Regions from separate parts of the Gossypium hirsutum genome. Here region 1 is linked to region 2. A link is a contact called in public Hi-C data. All regions are on one chromosome and are shown on one strand. The core of a region is the stretch at or near the end of the contact, and the rest is flanking DNA. Distances in the headings are between cores, read along the strand shown.

Region 1 (6,737 bases), core at 1,267-3,766, 360 kb after region 2:
GGCCAAAATGGAAAGGCACAATTCAACTAGAATGCACTGTCGAATCATGACGTTTTTGGACCAGTAGTCCAAACATCTAAAGGTACAAAGCCAATAGGGTACAAATGAGTAGATTTTTTATAAAGAAATAAGCAAAATGAAAATTTTCACTATGTCCTGGCATTGATTATGAAAAAATATAATATTTTTTATGATGGATGTAATAACCTTTAAATATCTTATTAGTCTGACAATTCATGAGAATTTGATATGCTTCTAATTGTTGTTATTATAACCTTTTATATGAATCATTATGTAGTGAAGTTTTTATATTAAAATCCTTAAAAGAGTTAGAATGCTAGAAGCAAATAAAAAGTCCCAAGAAATTGTTCAATACATTTGAGTAAATTTTTATATGAACTAGAATTTTTTGAACATATGTATTTTTTTTTATAAAATGATCATGATTAAAATTTGCTATAATTATTGTTGAAACTCTTGAAGAGATCAAAATATGTTTCCCCAAAATTCTTCTTTACTCGTGAGTACTTTTAGAAAAATTATGATATGAACATTTAGCAAATCTGCTCAAGTGATCATTTGAAAAACTAGTATTCAAGAATGAAATACGTAGAATCTAAGATATTATGTGATGTTATCATGAATGGGAGTAAATACATTATACTCTTTTTCCCTTAATTGAGGTTTTGCCCCAGTAGATTTTTCGAATAAGGTTTTTAATGAGACAATATGTTATGCGTGTTATAAATATGTATTCTCTTTTTCCTTCACTAAGACTTTTTTTCCCACAAGGTTTTTATCTTAATAAGATTCTAATGAGACATATTATCTTTCGATAGACATCCAATGGAGAGTGTCATAAATATTTTATTATTATAAAGTGGATATCCATTAGAATAAAAAATTTAATATACTTTAGGACTCTAATGTCCATTAGGAGTAAAATTTTATTCCATTTATACTTCTTATGCGTATAAATATAAAATTTGGGGAAGCATTGTAAATATAAAGTACTTATTTCTCTCATAATCTCCTCCTATTTCTTGTTTCTTTACTTTCTTGGGTAAAATACAAAAATGGCATCTAAATTATTGACTTTGTTCTATTTTGGTCACTTAACTATTAATTTTTTCGAGTTCGTCACTAAATTTTTTGAAATTAAATATTTTAGTCACTCTCCCACTATTTGTCGTTAGATGATTGACAGAAAATTGGCATGAATTTTTTTATTGGTTTAATAACAAATTTAACCCTTTAATGTTTATACATTCTATTAATTTGATCCTAAATCTTAAAAAAAAACAACAAATTTAACCTCCAATGTTTACAAAATTTATCTTTTAAGTTCAATATTCAGAAAAGCAAATTATTAAAAAAATTTCATTAAAAAAACTTTGATATATAAAAATATTATTTTATTTAATATAATAATTAAAAACTCATTACCAAATCACTATATAATTACATTTTTCCCTCAATTTTGATTTAAAACATTTTAAAATTAAATTATAAACTTCAATTTTGACATTTTATTTTTAATTTTGTTAAATTTATTAATCACAATTACATCTTCATTTTAAAATTTGGTATCCTTTTTAACTCTGTTAAGAGTAAACATAAATCATACTTCTATACATCATGATTTTTTTTCATCAAATACTAAATTAATTCCTTAGATGCAGGCCATGGCTGCAATCTCAGTTTGTTTGAAAAAGCGGCAGTGGAAATCAAAACGTCTCTATTACGGGCCGAGTAAATCCGTGGAGACTTTGCACAGTTACGCAGGCTGTAATCTTTTCTACTGGTTACACTTTATAGTCAAATGGGCAACTTCTTTGTGTTGCAAGGTGAAAGAATGCATACTCGAGCCGACATCACTTTCCATCTTCGACACTCTCAGCGTGACCTTTTGGGTGCTAACCTATGACAGAATTATTATCCTTACATTTATTACTTATTAGTACTTTAACATATATTAGTTAAGTTTGAGAAAGCTATGGGAAGTGAGCTACGGAGTAATATTCGTACCTAGTGGTGAAGACAGCTACACAATAACAATCCAGAAGAGCAAGAAGGTGGTTGTTGAGAGTAAAAATGCTAAATTTATTGATTTTTTTTAAAATATTGTTGAATAAATTTGTTGAGTTTTTTATATATATATATTGATAAAAATGTGTAAATATTATAGAGTTAAATTTATTATTAAGCTAATAAAATAACCCACATCAACTCCTCCATCACTTATCTAACTACGACTTAGGGGGAGTGAATAAAATATTTAATTTCAAAAATTGTAGTGATTAAATTAAAAAATTAATAATTAAATAATTAAAATAGTTAATGATTATTTTTGTACTCTACCCTTCTTTCTACAACATTTTGAAATTGTTTAGCAGAATTTTCATTGTTGGATTCTAAATCCAAAACATTTGGGCTTTCTCTCATCGATAATGCAATTTAGCCCAAAAACAACTTGGGTTTCTTCCATAAATAATCATTAAAAAAAAGGAAAGAATCTAACAATTCCAGGTTCCGTAGAAGGTATGGGAGTCGCATAAACTTTCTTAAAAAAGACCCCCGAAAAAGACTGCTTCGCTTTCTCGAATTTTCCTTCTCCGTTTATCCCTTTCTCTAAATTTTCTTCCGATAGAAATTAATTTTGTTTTCCCCTTTTTCTTCGGGGTAAAAAGAACCTTTTTCTCATATAAATCATTGATTAGCTCGAATTTCGATCCATTATGGTACGTTTCTCTATTACCCTTCTCTAATATTTGATCTAATGAATCAGTTGCATGATTTTTCTTCTCTTTTTGTATTTCATTTCGATGAATTATTGTTAAATACAGACAATTATAATGGAACAGAATGTTAAAAATGCTCTTTCTGAATGTTTGTTTGGATGTTTTTAGTTTGCTTGTAAACTTTTAGGTAATTCAGATTCGTGATGCAACAATAACTTGGTTAGTAATTTCCTGATAATCTGCTACAGAAGTTATGGATGTTATTGTCTTGGACATAATCTTGTTTCAAGTTAAAATGATCTGGTTCAACTTTTTGCTCTCTTTTAGTATCAATTTGAATTTCGGTTTTTGATTTTGCAAGCGAGTAATGTAATCCGAAAGAGTAGGTCAGTTTACAGGGTGTAGTCGAGCTCAAATCATTCGAAACTCGATCTGAAATGCAAGGCTCAACGCTCAACTTGAGTTTGATTGAATTTTGCTTTTATAGCTGAAGCAATTTGAGATAATAGTCGAACTGGATGAGCTTACTCAATTAAAGTAAAATATAAGCTCAGTTTCTATACTCAAGTTTGGATTTGAATTGAAACATTTAATAGTAATTAAAAAGAAAAAGCTCGATTAAGCTCTTAAACTACTCGAGTCAAATACTCAAATTGAGCTCTTTCACTAGCTCAAGATTTGGTCAAGCTGAATTCAAGTTTTTTCAAGCTGAGGCCAAACAGCTTTTGTAATACAAGTGTTTCTTTTGCTCTCTTAGATCTACTAAGGTTGGAGCTTAGTTTTTAGTGCTCTTAAAACCTAAAACTTGAGTGGTTTTGCTTGTTGTGTATGTCACTTCTTGCTTCAATGTCTCTATCTATCTTTCTTTTCTTAATTTTGATGTTATAGGGTGTCTCTGTTTTTGTTTGCTATAGTTTGTCATAGGCATCAGCTTCCTTAGTTTTGGACTCTATATTCATTTTATTTTTAAGAATCCAAATGGATCCCAATTCCCAAATGAGTCTAGTTACATTAGGTTTTAAATAGGTTTAATGCTTAGTTTTCCCAAACCACCAAATCGGGCATTAAAGTGAGTTGTTGTTGGAATGATTAGGGTAGCATCATTATTCTATCAAGCCATACAAGTTCATTGCTAGTTATAGCAGTGATATTTCTTAAATTATAGGTGATGCAAGTCACGAATGTGTTCAACCTGAAAGTGATCGAAGGACAAAATAGAGGTAACAATATCTTACATTGAACCACAGACATGCAACTTTCAATTGAAAGAATCAGTTCCAGATAAAATTAAATTCTAAACAAGGTTTTAGGAAGTTTGCAGTAAGCTTTATTGAGCTGTCTTGTGGTTCTTTCTCTGTGTTCTGGTTCTATTTAAGTGTTGTCTGGTGTCTTGATTTTAAGAATTCTGGAATTTGAAATACTGTCTTCTTGCTTGATAAAACTATTCAGGGAAGAGAGAATGTTGCAATGGGTGAGTGTAAAATAGTTAAAACTTTACATTTTCTTTTTAGGCTTTTTTCCTTTGTATTATCATTCTTCTTTGCTTATCCGTATATCTTTAAATGTAGGCTGCGAAGATTCTTGCCAACTTAATTGTAATGGGCTCAGGTATATTGGCTCGGGCCGTTGTTCAGGCATACCGTCAAGCACTTTCAAGTTAGTTCTTTACTGCAGTACTATTATTCCATGTACATAATGTTAACTTTGCTTGAACATTAGGAGCTTGCTTTTAAAAATGGAGCAATTGTATGGTATAATCATCCAAGCAGACTCTGCTTATTGTGAAAAGGGTTTGTTTGTTATTTCTGCTTGCTTGTTGCTGTTGTATTGTGTGGTGCAAATGGACTTTCTAGTTTCTTCAACCGTAGTGCCTTTTATATTGAGGTTGCAGCGGTTGTGGCTCTTGCAATACTAGAGTTTTGAGGTCACGGTAGTGTAAAGAGACAGGGATCAACTAGTAAAATGTGCAAAACAGAAGCTTAGAAAGATAAGACGACAACCTTGCTAGGGCTTGTCAACCTCACATGGGGTTGGGCAATAACAACAGAACATACCTGGGACTCTGATCCCAAGTAAAACATCCATTGTAAAACTAATGGTCAATAGGTGAAGGGACTCAACTTTAATATGAGTCCACAGGAAACCTTATTTAACAGATGTGGGATAACACCACTTAACACTAGTGAGCTAATTGTCTTTGATGTTGATTTGCTCACGGTGATGTCTTCATTAAAGAAGTCCCATGAGGAAAATTGGTTTAGGATCAACATTCTATTGTTAATTTTAACAAATAACAGGAAGCTTGTTTACTCTCGTGTTTGCTTTATACGCATCAATCTTCTGAATAGTAAGTTTGTTGTAGATGCCGCCAAATCTGGTGTTACCCATGAGACACTACAAAACGCAGTCCGTAGAGGTGGCAAAGTCATGACCGAGCAAGAGGCCAGGCTGATTCTTGGTGTAAGCGAGGAGACTGCTTGGGAGGAGATATTAAAGGCTAGTTTGTGTATCTCTTTTCTTAACGTTTTCTGTTATGTTTGTCTCAAGCAAGTTTTGAACTTCTCCCATTACTTAATTGCAGAAGTATGAAATTTTATTTGAGAAGAATGCCAAGAATGGGAGCTTCTACCTTCAGTCAAAGGTTCATAGGGCTAAGGAGTGCTTAGAATCTGTCTATCAAGGCAAAGCAGAGGGCAGTCCTCCGAGTTGAGAACTCATCAAGGTTAGCTCATTGTACATTGGGATGCCTGCCTGAATACTAATTCTAGTCTAACGCAAATACTTGCTGCAATTTTGTGTCCTAAGTTCTCAATGTTGAATTGGTTGAGTGGTTGCAAATAATAACTTAAGGTTTCTTAAACTAATCTGTTTCCTGTGGTCGTTGCCATGCTGCTTGTTAGATTAATACAGAGTAGATTACTTCAATCTTAAAATACAAGTCTATGTTATTCAGACTCGAATGTATATACGGGTTTGATATGGATATACATTAGACATGTGCTGAACACTGGTACTTGAAGAAAAATCAAGAACATGAAGAGTAAAAATATGAGAAACTACAAGTATATAAATAATAGCTGAGTTAATTCAGTTTAGTTTGAGTGAGTTATTCGTGTGTTCAACTGTCCTCTATGATTTTCCAGTATCTTTCAATTGATTCTTTAAACATTTATTTCACCCTTAATTAGTCGGAATATTTACTAGTTTAAATGTGCCAAAGGTGGGTTGTATTTTAATGAAATTTTAATTTTAATCCCGCACAAGCCATTGAGCATTTGTACTAATTTCGATTTTGCAGTCTTAGTTCTACTGATGGAGTAATTATAAAAATGGCATAATCGAACCATCTCTTCTGACTCTTTCTTTTTCTTTGAAAAAGTGCTTGATTTTTTAAATAATAATAATAAAAGTTTTTCATATTTTCAATAAAAAATCTTTAAATTTTATAATAAAAAAATTCCAAGATTATGAAAAAAATAGTCTTTAAAACTTCTAAAATTTTAAATTAAATTTTTTAAAAAAAGTTCTACAAATTCTAAAAAATGTGTATTCTGTGAATGATAATAGAGTTCTTTCTAAGTATTAGCCATTCGTATGAAACCAAATTTGAATAAATAATTTTTTTTAATTCAACTTAAATCAGTTGTATATCGAAAACGTATTTTGGAGGATCTTAACGAGGAAAGTGGAAATTAAGTTTTGTATCTATTGAGAATATCTGGGTACTTACTTTTTAGTAAATAATAGGAACAAATATATTGCAAAAAGAAATATTGAAGATTCTTCGACCTTTAAGATTTCTGTCTTCTCTTTTCCTTTTTCTCCCTTTCTTTTTTATTTATCCTTATATTATTTTTAATTCAAATTATCTTTACCATTTAATAATATTAATTTTCATTTATCTATACAAATAATTTATATTATTATTTAAGCACGCGACTGAATTAGTGTCATAAATTAACTCAATACAAATTCAGCCAATGAAATTACTAATAT
Region 2 (6,196 bases), core at 183-2,682:
CAAACCCTAAAATGCTAATTTATTGTAAAGCCTAATGGCTAAGTTTAGCCCATTAAAAGTTCAAAAATCTATCTCAAACATTGTACTGAAATACAGTAGGAGGGATGCAAAACAATATCAAATAAAATTACGGTCTAAGGAAACATCAGAAAATGTTTTTGTCGTAAGAATAAAAAACTTACAACAGCTCTATAATTCTTGATCAGAGATAATTGGATATGGTAAAATCATAACTTCCCCCCTTTATTATGGTATGTCTTAAGATGATCCATAAACAGAAGCAAAAGGTCCCATATTTAAACAATTAAAGCCCCAATGTTGCTCGCTTAAAGATAATTTTAGGAAATTTTTACAAAAAAAAAAAAACTAGGACACTGTAATGGCTGGGTAGTAAAACTCAGACTGTTGAAGAGTCTTGTTCTACTCATTAAACCTATGAGGAAAAATATGAAATCTAAAAATAGTTATGTTGGATAGGTCATACATATGAAGAAAACATAACAAAGAAACTTCACTTTTATAAAAATCAGATTCTTGCACAATAACATAGAGGGGAAGCAAGTAATTAGAGAAACCAACATACAGAAAACTATATACTGCTAAAAGATATTGAAAGATGAAAAGTATACCGTATGAATCTTCTAACCCGCGTATGAATGCTAGCTGAAACAAAGCCCCTGCATTTCCCAATATCATTAACACTTAAAATAACGATGAATCAATGCATCAATCCATGCTCATAAAAATTCACAAGCAGCTAAATTTGGAACAAATAGGATTAAATTATTAGAACCAAATCGCTAAAAATTGAAAACCAGCCAAGAAAAACAAAACCCCATTTCTAATCTCAACCAATTACATCTCTGTCGGATCAGCTAAATCTCCCTTTTGGAATGCATATTTCAAGGAAGAAAAGAAACCCATTATTTTGAAACCATTAAAAAAAGTGGGAAATCAACCAAAACATTAATTACACATAAAAGAACAAGAGCTAACCACCAACGTGTTTTGAAGTCGAAGGTTTTGAGAGTTCAATTAAAACTTAAAAAAAGATAGTTGAAAAAAAAAAGATTTTTTTTTCGAATCGAAGGGAAAGACATACCGATTATCATTCCAACAGTGACAAATGTTAACAATCCGAAAACAATCTTCATAGGAGGGGCCATGGCGTATGGAAGTTGGTGTCCCAAGAAGAATGTTGGAAGCAAAAGTAAAAGCAAATTGAGAAAAAAGAAGACCAACAATCTGGTTTCCACGCCCCTTGTATTTTCCTTCCCCGTTGTCCGTGTGATCTTCCTCTGTTTAAACTACTTTATTTATAGTTGTTCATATGTTAAAAAAAAAAAAAATGGCAATGACTGTTAAACTTGTTGACTCCTTGTCTTCACTATTGAGTATCGCATTGACTAACAGTATAAATTGGAAAAAGGTAAACTATAACCGGACCGTGAATTATTCTTTCTGTCGCTTCATTAAAAAGAATTATAATTTTTACTGCAAAATTTTCATTTAAATTATTAAATTATTTTAAAAATTTTATTCAAATCATTCAACTATTAATTTTTTAAAAATTTCTCCAACAAAACCCAAACAATCATTGATACGGTGGATAAGTACCAATCAACAAGTAAAATAATATGTTTTAGATCTAAATTAATCTGACAGTCAATATCGGAGATCGAAGAAAAAAACTATTTAAATTTTTGTTTGCAGATTTGTAATGTCCAAAATTATTTCATTAAAAAAAAAGAGAATTGTAGAGCTTTTGATTTATGCAAAAAGTCTGAACAGAGAAAGTTATATAGCATTAATTTTAACCGTCCAATAATTTAAATAAAAACTTTTTAATAGTTTAATGACCAAATTATAATTTTTTTAGTTAAATAACCAAAATAAGAATTTACTCATAATTTAATGATTAATAGTGTAATTTATTCATAAAAAAAATTTAAAAAATTATTTATATATATAAACTATATCCATATAAATTTTTAAGAAAAAATAGTCTAAGGCACAGTTTATACCCTACCATTTGGACACTACTATAATGGAAACTTTCATTAAAAATAAATTTATAGGTTACCATAATCACATGTTTCCATATTAAAATAAAAAATTATTAATAGTTTTAATATTTTTTGTATTTTTAAAATATTAAATATTTTTAAGATTAATTAACATTAATATAATTAATTCTAATTTCGATATATATTTTTAAAAATATTTTGAATTACATTATTTTTTTTCAATTTTTTAGGAAATTCATTAATATTATTAAATAAAAACTAAGATTATAAAGTTAATATATACAATGCACTGGAATACAAACTACTTATGAATTGTTTTTTATATATTTAAATTTTGTGTGTTGAATTTTAACTCAATTGATGTACGCATTGTTGTCAGTATAATTTCTTATGTGTTTAAACGTCTTGAAGCACGCTTACCTTTCTCTTATATTACAATTTAATTTGTATACTTGTTTTGGTAAAATAAAATTACTATATAGTAGAATTTTTATGTATATTTACAATTTATAATCTAAAATAATAATATAATATAATCTATCGACAATCTATATCTATTATATATATAAAAGCTTAAGTTTGGACAAATTTTTGAATAACTTTTATTTAATTCAGCATATTGTTGAATTTTTTTATTTTAAATATTTTTATTATTTTTAAGATTTATTATATGGGTGAATAAAAAATTTATTTTTACGAAAATAATTTATTTAAAAATTTTATTTGATCATAAAATTCATCATAAGAATTCTTATTCTATTAAAAGATTTGAATTTATATGATGATAAATAAAAAATCCAATTTTATATTAAATTATTTTATATCTATATTATTTATAATGATAGGTCCAAATTCAGCTGTTAAATTATCAAAAGGCACTGATTTTAATAAAGTAATAAATATTAATTTAAAGATATTTTTTTATGTAAAAACGAGAAAATTACAATCTTATTATGAGATTTGAACCCAAGACATCATAAGATATCCTCTCTTAACTCTATCGTTTCAACAAAAGCAATATTTAATTTTTATGTCAATTTTTAATAAATATATTACATAATTATTTTCACCTACATTATAAGTGTGCCATAATCTAGTTTATATTATTAGGTTTTTACCAACCAAAAAAGCAAAAAGAATAGAATTTATATTACATTTGTTTTAAATAGAATATTTTAATTATTTATATAATGAGTAACTCATATATAAATTTTATAAACAAATATGCTTTTTTACTATTATCTATTATATTATATTTATGTTAATTAATTATATATTATCTATAACTTATTATGGTTGATTTATAGATTTTTAAGGAAAATAAAAATTGAATTGTGAAGAGTTTAATTTAGAATATATCATTTTTTATGGTTTCTATAAATGCTTTAACAATATTAGAAAATTTTTATTAGCACTATATATGAATCATCATAATATTTCATATATGTTGATTATGTTAATTAGTTATTATTTTGAATAATGTTGCTTTGGATCAAGTAAAACTATAATGTATATGAATATATTAAAAATGATTTAATTATGGTTTTGAAAATATTATTATTATATTTGATATGCTAAATAAGTTAATATATTTTAATTATATACAATGAATATTATTTTACACTAATTACAATGATTAAAATAAAATATTTAAAAAACTAATTAAAGAATTAAATGTGTAATTATAACAAGTCAGCAAGGAAGCATAAGAACTTGTTTGCACTAACAAGAGAATCAAGGAAAATGGTTCCAAGGGGGTATTCCTCAAAAGGGGAAAACAATTTAGCAAGGTGATTTCTTACTCATTAAAACTACGCATTTTGCACTTACAAGTAGAGAAAGAGAGAAAAACAAGTTTTTAACTCAAATGAGAGAAGATGATTTCATTGAATTGATGAATAATTCCGAATGGTTCTAGCATTTTATATAGGCTTTACAATAGCTAAAATTAGTAAGCTCAAAGCTAAAAATAGCAAAATTAAATCCAAGAAAAACCATCAACCATATTTGGTAATCCCTAATTTTTATGAATGATTTATTTACCAAAAATATCTCAACAATTCCTCCCTTAAGCTGAAAGTGTACTTTCAATTTAATACATATTTACTACTTGACATCGAAGGCCAAGTATTTTCCTGAACTTGACAAATGATGCCAACTTGAGAGGTTTGGTAAATACATCAACAACTTGACCCTCACTTCTACAATATTCTAGCTCAATTTATTTTTTATTGCTAAAATCTCGCAAAAAGTAAAATTTTACATCAATATGCTTGCTTCTTCCATGTAGCACATGATTCTTTAACAACTTGATGGCTAAGTTGTTATCACAGAAAATTTTAGTGACTCTTTCTAGCTTGAATTGTAGTTGTTCAAGGATGCTCCTAAGCCAAGTAGCTTGACAAGCACAAGCTGTAGCAGCAACAAATTCAGCTTCTATACTTAATGTGATAATGGATTATTTCTTCGATGACCATGAAATAACCCCTGTGCCAAGCATAAAGACATAGCCTGAAGTGTTCCTTCTGTTATCTTGATCTCCTGCATAATCACAGTTGGTGAAGCCAGTCATGTTTGACTTTTCATCCTTCTTGTAGAAAATCCAAAAATTCTTGGTTCATTGCAAGTAACAAAGGATTCTTTTGGCATCTAATGAATGTTTTTTAGTTGAGCTCTCCATGTACCTGCTAATAAGACTCACAGAATACATAATGTCTAGCCTCATAACAGTTAAATACATCAAACTGCCTACAATTTGCTTGTAAAGTGTGCTATTCATCTTCTTCCCATCTTCTTCTTTAATTAACTTTAAGCCAAACTCAAATGGAGTTTTGGAAGATTTACAATTCGTCATCTTGAATTTGTCCAAAATTTCTCTCACATATTTTTTTGAGAGACAGAAATTCCATCATCAAATTACATACTTTAGGCGAAGGAAATAGTGCATCTTCCCAAGAACAGACATCTCAAACTCATCCATAATAGATTTCTCTTCCTCTAAGTATCCATGCAAGAATGTCGATTTGACATCTAATTGGAAGATAGGCCAAGAGTTCTACACTGCTAAAGCAATCACCAATCTGATGGAGTCATGTCTTGCAACTAGGGCAAAAACTTTTGCGTAGTCCACACCATACTCTTGTTTGTACCCCTTTGCCACTAATCACGCATTGCACTTGTCAATCTCCTCATTTTCCTTCAACTTCGTCTTATAGACCCACTTGAAACCAATGGTTTTATGCCCATTATGAAGATTAGACAACTCACAAGTATCATTCTTTTCAGTGGCTTTGATTTCAGCATTTATTGTCTCTTTCCATTTTGCCTTATTGACATCACTTTTAAAACTTGTTGGGTCACATTATGCAAATAATGTAAAATGAGCAATTGCATCATCATCTTCTCCAATTTCGGTTACCTCATAATCTTACATCTATATGGGCCTTTTTCGAACACAACGAAGTGCTTCAACTGTTGCACTAGTTTTTTCTCCATGTGTAGGCAATACTTTAGTGGCTGGTGAAAAAGTATTCTCGAGTATTTCTTCAACTTCATTATCAAAAAGAACTTGAGTAGGTTGCACTTTATACCAATCCCAAGTGTTCTCTTTATCAAACATAACATCATGACTAATCATGACCTTCTTTGCCACAATATTAAATAATTTATATACCTTTGATGTTTCGCTAATACCAAGAAAGACGCACTTCTCACCTCCATCATCAAACTTCTTCCTTTTCTCCTTTGAGACATGTGCATGTGCATGGGTTGTGTATCATTTTTATACACTTGTATTAGTACATTTAAAATTTTAAATGGTTTGGAAATGAATTTAAATTGTCAATAGTTACTCCGTCAACGAATATGACACCTTGTAATTCGAACCCGGTGATCAAGACCAAATGAGTTTCTCGAGGAATTACTAAGGTTCCTCTCGATCGCAAGGTTGAATTTGCAATTGAATTTTATTCAGGTATAGCTCTTATGTCAATTGCATCGTATCGTATGGTGCCAACAGAGTTAAAAGAGCTAAAAACTCAATTACAAGATGTCTTGGACTGCGACTTTATATGTCCTAGTAGATCATCCTAGGGATCAGCAATGTTTTTTGTTAAGAAGAAAGATGGATTGATGTCTGCATTACTTATTGGCAGTTGAATGAGCTAATG

What was found. A called contact is a pair of places that touch in the nucleus more often than the background predicts.
Region 1: a Hi-C map of leaf shows a contact between it and region 2, with 1.8 times the contacts expected there. The contact joins the promoter of LOC107914688 here to the promoter of LOC107914681 in region 2. A contact is called at or near these places in 4 of 34 Hi-C or Micro-C datasets (callus and leaf).

The regions. Positions count from the first base shown.
Region 1 is chrD10:24,255,999-24,262,735 of Gossypium_hirsutum_v2.1, forward strand. LOC107914688 (mitochondrial import inner membrane translocase subunit PAM16 like 2) reads left to right here and starts at 2,517. Exons shown (of 4, transcript XM_016843685.2): 1 at 2,517-2,741; 2 at 4,310-4,397; 3 at 5,104-5,237; 4 at 5,323-5,850. The coding sequence starts at 2,739. The coding sequence ends at 5,451.
Region 2 is chrD10:23,900,568-23,906,763 of Gossypium_hirsutum_v2.1, forward strand. It overlaps LOC107914681 (prolyl 4-hydroxylase 1), which reads right to left and starts at 1,433. Exons shown (of 12, transcript XM_016843677.2): 1 at 1,103-1,433; 2 at 630-677. The coding sequence starts at 1,166.